Linked DNA regions of Macaca mulatta: region 2 is linked to region 1. The links are chromatin contacts, called in public Hi-C maps. All regions are on one chromosome and are shown on one strand. The core of a region is the stretch at or near the end of the contact, and the rest is flanking DNA. Distances in the headings are between cores, read along the strand shown.

Region 1 (4,628 bases), core at 1,492-3,991:
CCAGTGCTTGACACTTTCATACATCATGTATAATGCTTACAATAACTTCCAAAGTTGATGTTTTTATTTTCCTTTTACGGAAAAGTAAACAACTCAGAGCAATCAGGGAATTAATTGGTCTTACAGCCACTACTCAAGTCCAGACCTCTCAGACTCCAAAGCTCATGCTTTTTCCATTGCATCATGCTCTGTCGTGAACTGCATACAGTGTTCCATAAACAACCTGGAAGGCAGGCGCGCACGCACACACACACACACACACACACACACGCACCCCTCCTACAGAATTATATATACAGCCGGGGTCAAGGGAAAACTTCCTGTCTGCCTGCTGAAGATTCATTGAAAAGCACTGACAAGAGGCAGATGAACAGGAGAAAAGGCATACAAATTTATTAAACTGTTCAAGAGTGTCCAATCTTTTTGCTTCCCTGAGCCACACTGGAAGAATAATTATCTTGGGCCACACATAAAATACACTAACACTAACAACAGCTGATGACCTTAAAAAAAAAAAAAAAAAGTAAAATCGCAATAAAATCTCATAATGGCAGGGCGTGGTGGCTCATGGCTGTAATTCCGGCACTTTGGAAGGCCAAGGTGGGTGGATCACTGAGGTCAGGAGTTTGAGACCAGTCTGGCCAACATGGTGAAACCCCATCTCTACTAAAAATACAAAAATGAGCCAGGCGTGGTGGCATGGGCCTGTAGTCCCAGCTACTTGGGAGGCTGAGGCACCATAATCGCTGGAACCCGAGAGGCAGAGGTTGCAGTGAGCCAAGATTCCGCTACTATACTCCAGCCTAGGTGACAGAGCAAGACTGTCTCAAAACAAACACACACACACACACACACACACACACACACACACACGCAGTTACTCCTGCCCACCTCTTTGAAGGGGGTGTCTTAAGGTTCAGGAGAATCTTTAAGAAAATGTAAATACGGCCTGGCACAGTGGCTCATGCCTATAATCCCAGCACTTTGGGAGTCCAAGGCAGGTGGATCACCTGAGGTCAGGAGTTCCAGATGAACCTGACGAACATGGTGAAACCCTGTCTCTACTAAAAATACAAAATTAACCAGGTGTGGTGGCACATGCCTGTAATCCCAGTTATTCACAAGGCTGAGGCAGGAGAACCGCTTGAACCCAGGAGGCGGCAGTTGTGGTGAGCCAAGATCATGCCACTGCACTCCAACCTGGGCAACTGAGCGAGACTGCATCTCAAAATAAAAAAAGAAAAAGAAAGAAAGAGAGAGAAAGAGAGGGAGAGAGAAAGGAAGGAGGGAGGGAGGGAGGGAGGGAAGGAAGGAAGGAAGGAAAGAAGGAAGGAAGGAAGGAAGGAAGGAAGGAAGGAAGGAAGGAAGGAAGGAAGGAAGATGTAAATACCTTTTAGAGGATAAAACTTTAGTCTTAACTGACTGTAGGCAACAGTCATCTGAGAAAAAGTCCCTTCTAGCAGAGATGAGCAGGGGAAGAGAACTAACACTTTAGTGGGAGACTACTATGTGCTTTCACGGTGCTAGCTGCTTTCCTCAGTGTCTTCTTTAATTCCCATTTTGCAGATGGAAACATTAAGGCCCAGAAGGTAATTGTCTCAAGCTCCCAGAGGTCCTTTGATAAGTGCCTGAGGTGCATGCAAAAGCTCCCACTTAAGGAGCTGAGGCGGGCTGATCACCTGAGGTCAGGAGTTTGAAACCAGCCTGGTCAACACGGTGAAACCCTGTCTCTACTAAAAATACAAAAATTAGCCAGGCATAGTGGCGCACGCCTATAATCCCCGCTACTCAGGAGGCTGAGGCACAAGAATCAGTTGAACCTGGGAGGCAGAGGTTGCAGTGAGCCGAGATTGCGCGACTGCACTCTAGCCTGGGCAACAGAGTGAGACTCTGTCTTAAAAAAAAAAAAAAGAGAGAGAACCCAGGCCCCTCTCTGCTTAGGTGGGTTAAAAAAAGAAAAAAAAGGCCGGGCGCGGTGGCTCAAGCCTGTAATCCCAGCACTTTGGGAGGCCGAGACGGGCGGATTACGAGGCCAGGAGATCGAGACCATCCTGGCTAACACAGTGAAACCCCGTCTCTACTAAAAAAATACAAAAAACTAGCCGGGCGAGGTGGCGGGCGCCTGTAGTCCCAGCTACTCGGGAGGCTGAGGCAGGAGAATGACGTAAACCCGGGAGGCGGAGCTTGCAGTGAGCTGAGATCCGGCCACTGTACTCCAGCCCCGGCGACAGAGTGAGACTCCGTCTCAAAAAAAAAAAAAAAAAAGAAAAAAAAAAGTACAGAAGATCCTTTGGGCAATGTGAAAAAATGTAAAAGATTTAATGTGAAAAAGAAAGAAAGAAAGAAAGGAAAGAAAGGAAAGAAAGGAAGAAAGGAGGAAAGAAAGAAAGGAAGGAAGGAAGGAAGGAAGGAAGGAAGGAAGGAAGGAAGGAAGGAAGGAAGGAAGGAAGAAAGAAAGAAAGAAAGAAAGAAAGAAAGAAAGAAAGAAAGAAAGAAAGAAAGAAAGAAAGAAAGAAAGAAAGAAAGAAAGAAAAGGACAGAAGGAGAAGGACCTTAGAAATCTGTAGAAATCGCAGTGGCCTCCTGGAGTCTAACCAACTGAAGTTCAAGGAAGACTAGAAGTGTATGCGCCCCGATCTCGTGGCTCCCTGCCTTGATAAAGCCATTTGTATTCACCGAGGGGCTCCTCCCTGCACTGCTGTATTTAATTCTGGATATGGTATAAATAGGACTTGGCTGACTGTCAAAGCACACCCACCACAATGTTCCGGTCTTTTTGGGACATCAACCGAATCTGAGCCTTTGATTCCCTCTAGTGGCTTAAATTGGCAACTTTTGTAGCTGGCTTTTGGCATTTGTTATTGAATGTTTAAGTATCTATTGTATGCACTAAATTGGTGCTGGGTTCTCTAGCTCTGCCTGGAGTGTAGGGCACTGGTTTCATTTGAGCATTTTTGTGTCCAGTGGAAAGTGATCAGGGTTAAGCCAGAGCTCGTTCTTACAAAGCTCCTTCTTACAAAGCTTAGCTTAGTATAGTGCAAACCAGTGAATTTCCCAGCTGTTCTAAAGCTGCTTTATTGTAATTCTGGGAGGATGGGTTATTATATGGATTATTTCTGCCACTAAACGAGTTGTAGGACCTTGCGCTGTCTCTTTTACCCCTGGGTCTTAGTTTGTTCATTGGTAAAAATGAGCATGTGGGTTACACTCAAATAAATTCAACAAATATTAATTGAACACTTGCAGTGTGAGACCCTGGGCTGAGTACTATGGGAAGGCAGTAATGAATGGTACTTGATCTCAAGGAGCTTACAGGATAATGGGAGAACCAGATATCCTGGAAGCCACATAAAACTGGGCAGGAGGAGGCTGGGCATGGTAGCTCACACCTGTAATTCCAGCACTTTGGGAGGCTGAGGCTGTTGGATCACTTGAGGCCAAGAGTTCGAGACCAGCCTGACCAACATGGTGAAATCCTGTCTCTACTAAAAATACAAAAAAAAAAAAAAAAAAAAAAAGGCACGTTGGCACATGCCAGTAATCCTAGCTACTTGGGAGGCTAAGGCAGGAGAATCACTGGAACCTGGGAGGCAGAGGTTGCAGTGAGAGGAGATTGCGCCACTGCGCTCCAGCCTGGGTGACAGAGCAAGACTGTCTCAAAAAAACAAAAAAAAAAAAACAAAAAAAAACCTGGCTGGGCACGGTGGCCCTCGCCTGTAATCGCATCACTTTGGGAGGCTGAAGTGGGCAGATATCACAAGGTCAAGAGATTGAGACCATCTTGTCCAACATGGTAAAACCCTGTTTCTACTAAAAATACAAAAATTAGCTGCGTGTGATGGCTTGTGCCTGTAGTCCTAGTTACTTGGGAGGCTGAGGCAGGAGAATCGCTTGAACCAGGGAATCGGAGGCTGCACTGAGCCAAAATCGTGCCACTGCACTCCAGCCTGGCGACAGAGAGACACTCTGTCAAAAGAAAAGAAAAGAAAAGAAAAGAAAAAAAAACCTGGAAAGATAGCTCCAAGGGCCAATCTGAGGTTCTACAATAGTGGTGTTATTTGCAGGAATAACTAGGGAAGTTACATACCTTTTTTTTTTTTTTTAGAGACAGGGTCTTACTCTGTCACCCATGCTGGAGTGCAGTGGTGCAATCATGGCTCACTACAGCCTCGACTTTCCAAGCTCAGGTGATCCTCCTACCTCAGCCTTGCATATCTTATCACCTCTGGCGTAATGGCTGACAATGGCTTATGTCTGCGCCTAACCAGGATTTAGGCTCCTCTCCTTCCCAGCCTGATGGCCCTCCCATTAGCTTTGCAAAAGCGGTTGAGTTTTGGGCAAGGCCTATTATCATTTGAACCATAACCTAAATGTCTTCCAAAGTTATCTCGACCCAGTAGCCCGGGAATAATTAAGGGAAAGGGAAGATCCAGGGTGGGTTAGTTTAGCTTACTGTTATAATTTTCCCACTGATATAACACTTGCAAAGGCCATTTCAGATGCCTCTGAGGGCTCCTCCCCTGCAGGCTCAGCCCAAGCAGCCTTGCTGTAGAATGAAGCACAATCGCCCCTGCTCCATTCTTCCTCATCTCATTTCCCTGAAAGCAAGAATACCAGAAGCCCTTTTC
Region 2 (4,628 bases), core at 1,102-3,601, 380 kb before region 1:
TTGCTCCAGTGTCTGTACACTCTCAGCCAAAGCACGAGTTCTGTGGTTACAGTTACCACATGCTCTTATGTTCCATTCTTCCAGCAAGAAGTAAATGACCTGAAAAGCAATTTACATCCAGCTTTCAAACACAGACACAAGAAACCATACACGTTACCACACACACCAGAAACCAGAACAGCGCCGTACACAAAGCCTCCAGCTGCTCGGCAGAACTCACTGTGTAGGGAATCCTTTGCTCTTTCCTTTCCGTGCAGCACGTTTTTACGGCTTGTTCACGATGCAGTGGCTGCTCATCATTTTCACTTTGCCAGCTCGGATGGACTTGCCTATTACGAACTCCTCATAACCAAATTCTCTACAATGTTGTTAACTCATGAGATGTCTTACTTGGAACTGGCCTGTTATATGCATCAAGCATCCTCTTATATACAACCTGGGACAAGTGTCACTCCACAGTAGGCAGCACACAGATGACTGTAACTCAAATTCCAAAGCCCACACAGCTCCAGAGGCAGGGTCTACACAGCAGGAGAACACACCACTTACAACAGTCAACGGGGCTCAACCAAGCCAACCACAATCAGCATTGCAGCCTCCTCAAAGCAGAGGTCACACTTGACCCTGCTGAGCCAGGATGAGCTGGTTCTTCTTAGTCCCCCCATCCTCCCCCTGGCAATCAAAATTTTAAACCAATAAAGGGGGCTAGACTCAAGGCCATGTACCAGGATTTCAGAAAAATAATTCTAAGCTGATATTTGCAAGTTAAGCCACTAGATGGCACTGTTGACTTCCAAACCAGAACAACAACAAAGAAAACCAACCAGGAGCCTCAGGAACCAGAACCAGGGACCGCCTCCTTTCTGGCGCCCCACTCTGGCCTTCCTTCCCATAGCTTAGAAAACAGTTCAGATGGCAGAGAAGAAAGCAACAATGGGTCACCTTCAAACTGTGCACTGGTTTCAAATAAATATCAAACTACGTGCATCCAACAAGATTCATATCACGCTATGTGTACAAGAAGCATCATCAAGACAATGGTTAAGAGACTACAACACGGAACCCGGCGGGTTGGCTCATGCCTGTAATCCCAGCACTTGGGGAGGCTGAGACCGGATGATCGCTCAAACCCAGGAGTTCCTAATCAGCCTGGGCAACATGGTGAGACCGCCATCTCTATAAAAAAAAAAATTAGCCAGGCATGATAGTGTACACCTGTAGTCCCAGCTACTTGGAAGACTGTGGTGGGAGGAAGGAAGGAAAAAGAAAAACAGAAAAGGCCAGGAGTTCCTAATCAGCCTGGGCAACACGGTGAGACCCCCATCTCTATAAAAAAAAAATTAGCCAGGCATGATGGTGTACACCTGTAGTCCCAGCTACTTGGAAGACTGTGGTGAGAGGAAGAAAGGAAAAAGAAAGAAAAAGAGGACCGAGCGCGGTGGCTCACGCCTGTAATCCCAGCACTTTGGGAGGCCAAGGCAGGCGGATCACGAGGTCAGGAGATCGAGACCATCCTGGCTAACAGGGTGAAACCCCATCTCTACTAAAAATACAAAAAATTAGCTGGGCACGGTGGTGGGCACCTGTAGTCCCAGCTACTTGGGAGGCTGAGGCAGGAGAATGGTGTGAACTTGGGAGGCAGAGCTTGCAGTGAGCTGAGATCACGCCACTGTACTCCAGCCCGGGAGACAGAGCGAGACTCCGTCTCAAAAAAAAAAAAAAAAAAAAAAAGAGAAAAAGAGAAGAGGCCAGGAGTTCCTAATCAGCCTGGGCAACATGGTGAGACCCCATCTCTAAAAAAAAAAAAATTAGCCAGGCATGATGGTGTACACCTGTAGTCCCAGTTACTTGGAAGACTGTGGTGGGAGGAAGGAAGGAAAAAGAAAGAAAAAGAGAAGAGGCCGGGTGTGGTGGCTCACGCCTGTAATCCCAGAACTTTGGGAGGCTGAGGCAGGTGGATCACCTGAGGTCAGGAGTTCGAGACCAGCCTGGCCAACACGGTGAAACCTCGCCTCTACTAAAAAAAAAAAAAAAAAGAAAAAAATTAGCCAGGCTTGGTGGCGAGCACCTGTAATCCCAGCTACTTGGGAGACTGAGGCAGGAGAATCACTTGAACCAGAGAGGCAGAGGTTGCAGTGAGCCGAGATCGTGCCTGGGCGATGCAGTGAGACTCCGTCTCAAAAAAAAAAAAAAAAAAAAGAAGAAGAGAAGAGAAGGGAGGGGAAAGGGAAGGAAAGAGAAAGGGAAAGGATAGGAAGGGAGAAGGAAGGGAAGGGAGGGGAGGGAGAGGAAAGGAAGGGAGACGGGAGGGAGGGGAAGGGGAGGCCACTAACAGATGAAACTGTCTTTTGGAAACCGTGAAAAAGAAACTCTAAACTAGGATTTGGAATGACTTTGCCTTGGCATCGATGACTGAAAGATGCCTTAACTCTGCAAAGAAGGGAATTTGTATAAGCAACTGTTTGCCATTCACTCAAGACAGCTAGTCCAGTGACAATTCCATTTACCGCTTACAATTTCAATTTCCATTTCCATTTACCATTTACCACTCTCATGTACCCAGCACTGTGCGAGGGGAGGGGAGGGGAGGGGAGGGGAGGGGAGGGGAGGAAAGGGGAGAGGAAGGAAGGGAGAGCGGAGGGAGAGGGGAGGGGGAGGAGGAGGGAGGGGGGAGAGGAGGAGACGGGAGTCAAAGAAGAGGGAAAGAAAAAGAGAAAGAAAGAGAAAGAAGGAGGAAAGAAAAAGAAATGTGAAGTATGGAAAAGAGCATCTGTCACATTTTAACTGCTATATAAATGCTAGGTGCTATTATTCTATATGCAAGGCATCATTTTGTGGGTTATAGGAAAAGAAAGACATGAATCAAACAAAGATCCTGCTCTCAAAGTGCTTAGAATCTGGAAAGTAAGATTCAACATAAATAACTATATTTAAAAGCACAAAAATGATAACTCTCAATAGTATGTATTAAGTGCTATGGGAACACAGAATGCAGAAATGTCATCTCCTTCTGGGACCAGTAAGAGAATTCTGTCTTAACAACAACAAGGTTTTTGTGCTGACACTGGATAGACTGAAGATATGCAGAAATGAGAAGAAAAGGCATTCCAGTTCAATTCCATTTACCACTCTCATGTACCCAGCACTGTGCTAGGAGACAGTGCTGTAAAGATGATCAGGACAAGGTCTCTTCAGCAAGGAGCTCCCCGTCTTAAGACATACAAATATTCACTGTGGACTGTAATGCAACAACAGCAGAAAAATGAATAAGGTGTAGCTGGCAGACACCTCTGTTGCAAAGCTGCAGGGAACACATCAGAGAAGTGAATATTGAGCTGGAGGGACTCTAGATAAATCCATGGTGGCAACAGGCATAGGGTACATACTGGATCTGTCCTCCTTCAGTACCCTCGGCAGAGGCCTGGTCCTCTCTTGTCCCATTATTGCAGCTTGTTTTTCAACAGTCTTAAAGAAGTTAAATGGGCCGGGTGCAGTGGCTCACGCCTGTAATCCCCGTACTTTTGGAGGCCAAGGCGGGTGAATCACCTGAGGTAAGGAGTTTGAGACCAGCCTGGCCAACATGTTGAAACCCTGTCTCTACTGAAAATACAAAAATCAGCCAGGTGTGATGGTGCACGCCTATAATCCCAGCTACTTGGGAAGCTGAGGCAGGAGAATTACTTGAACCTGAGAGATGGAGGTTGCAGTGAGCCAAAATTGTGCCACTGCCCTCCAGCCTAGATGACAGAGTGACTCCATCTCAAAAAAAAAAAAAAAAGAAGTTAAATGGATGCATTGATGCATTGACGCCAACCACTTCTCCACTCAATCCCATGAAATAATATTGTTGAGCAGAATTTCCAGAGATTCAGACACTGCCTCACCGTCTCACACACACCCTTTCAATTCTTCTCTTCTATGAGCCTTTTCCAATGATACAGGCCACCTGGACTCCAGGCAACTCACGCTCCTCCCTAAATAAATCTACCAATCTTCTGAGACCATGAATAAAGCAACCTCCATGCAGGGTGTTGATAAAGGAGTGCAGAATGCTACAAGGTCAAAAAGCACATCCCCCTCCACTCCAGATGAGTCAAAGCCTTAGTGGGACAAGCATCCAGTCTGGGTCCACTCTGGGATCCAGGAGGTTGAAAAGAACTTGGAGGAAGTCCAGCAGAGGGCACTCACAGATGAAATGACCGGTCTGTTGGAAACCCTGAAAAAGAAACTCTAAACTAGGATTTGGAATGTCTTTGCCTGGGCACCGGATGACTGAAAGATGGCTTAACACTGCAAGGAAGGGAATTTGTATAAGCAACTGTTTGCCATTCGCTCAAGACAGCTAGATATGGAACTAGGATGACTTAAATCCTCCTGCTGTACATTCAAGCCTCAGATAAAATTCATTGTATAAATTAAATTTTGGAACAGTAGACCATGTTCCTAAATAAGGTGGGAAGCTCTTGGTAAAATCTGGGATATTCCTGAAGGAAACCAGCTGAAGCAGAATCCTGGTTTTGTTTAAGATCAGCATGCTAGTGCAGGAGCTTATCCTGGAAGGCCACATTAATACTAGCAGCACTGGGAAGGACTGGGAAAAATCCATAGGCATCTGAGCCAAAGCACGT

Evidence for each region. A called contact is a pair of places that touch in the nucleus more often than the background predicts.
Region 2: a Hi-C map of fetal cortical plate shows a contact between it and region 1, with 2.6 times the contacts expected there. The contact joins two enhancer-like sites. A contact is called at or near these places in 3 of 14 Hi-C or Micro-C datasets (cortical neurons, fetal cortex germinal zone and fetal cortical plate).

What each region holds. Positions count from the first base shown.
Region 1 is chr14:123,705,509-123,710,136 of T2T-MMU8v2.0, reverse strand. All of the region lies in intron 1 of CLMP (CXADR like membrane protein), which reads left to right. Among named protein-coding and RNA genes, the nearest start is that of HSPA8, 42 kb to the right of the region's middle. Within about 2 kb of position 2,741, at least 12 of the 40 cell types and tissues checked have an H3K27ac peak or open chromatin away from gene starts, as enhancers often do. A contact at or near this core is called in fetal cortical plate, where this site is marked.
Region 2 is chr14:124,084,249-124,088,876 of T2T-MMU8v2.0, reverse strand. All of the region lies in intron 2 of GRAMD1B (GRAM domain containing 1B), which reads right to left. Among named protein-coding and RNA genes, the nearest start is that of GRAMD1B, 120 kb to the right of the region's middle. Within about 2 kb of position 2,351, at least 6 of the 40 cell types and tissues checked have an H3K27ac peak or open chromatin away from gene starts, as enhancers often do. A contact at or near this core is called in fetal cortical plate, where this site is marked.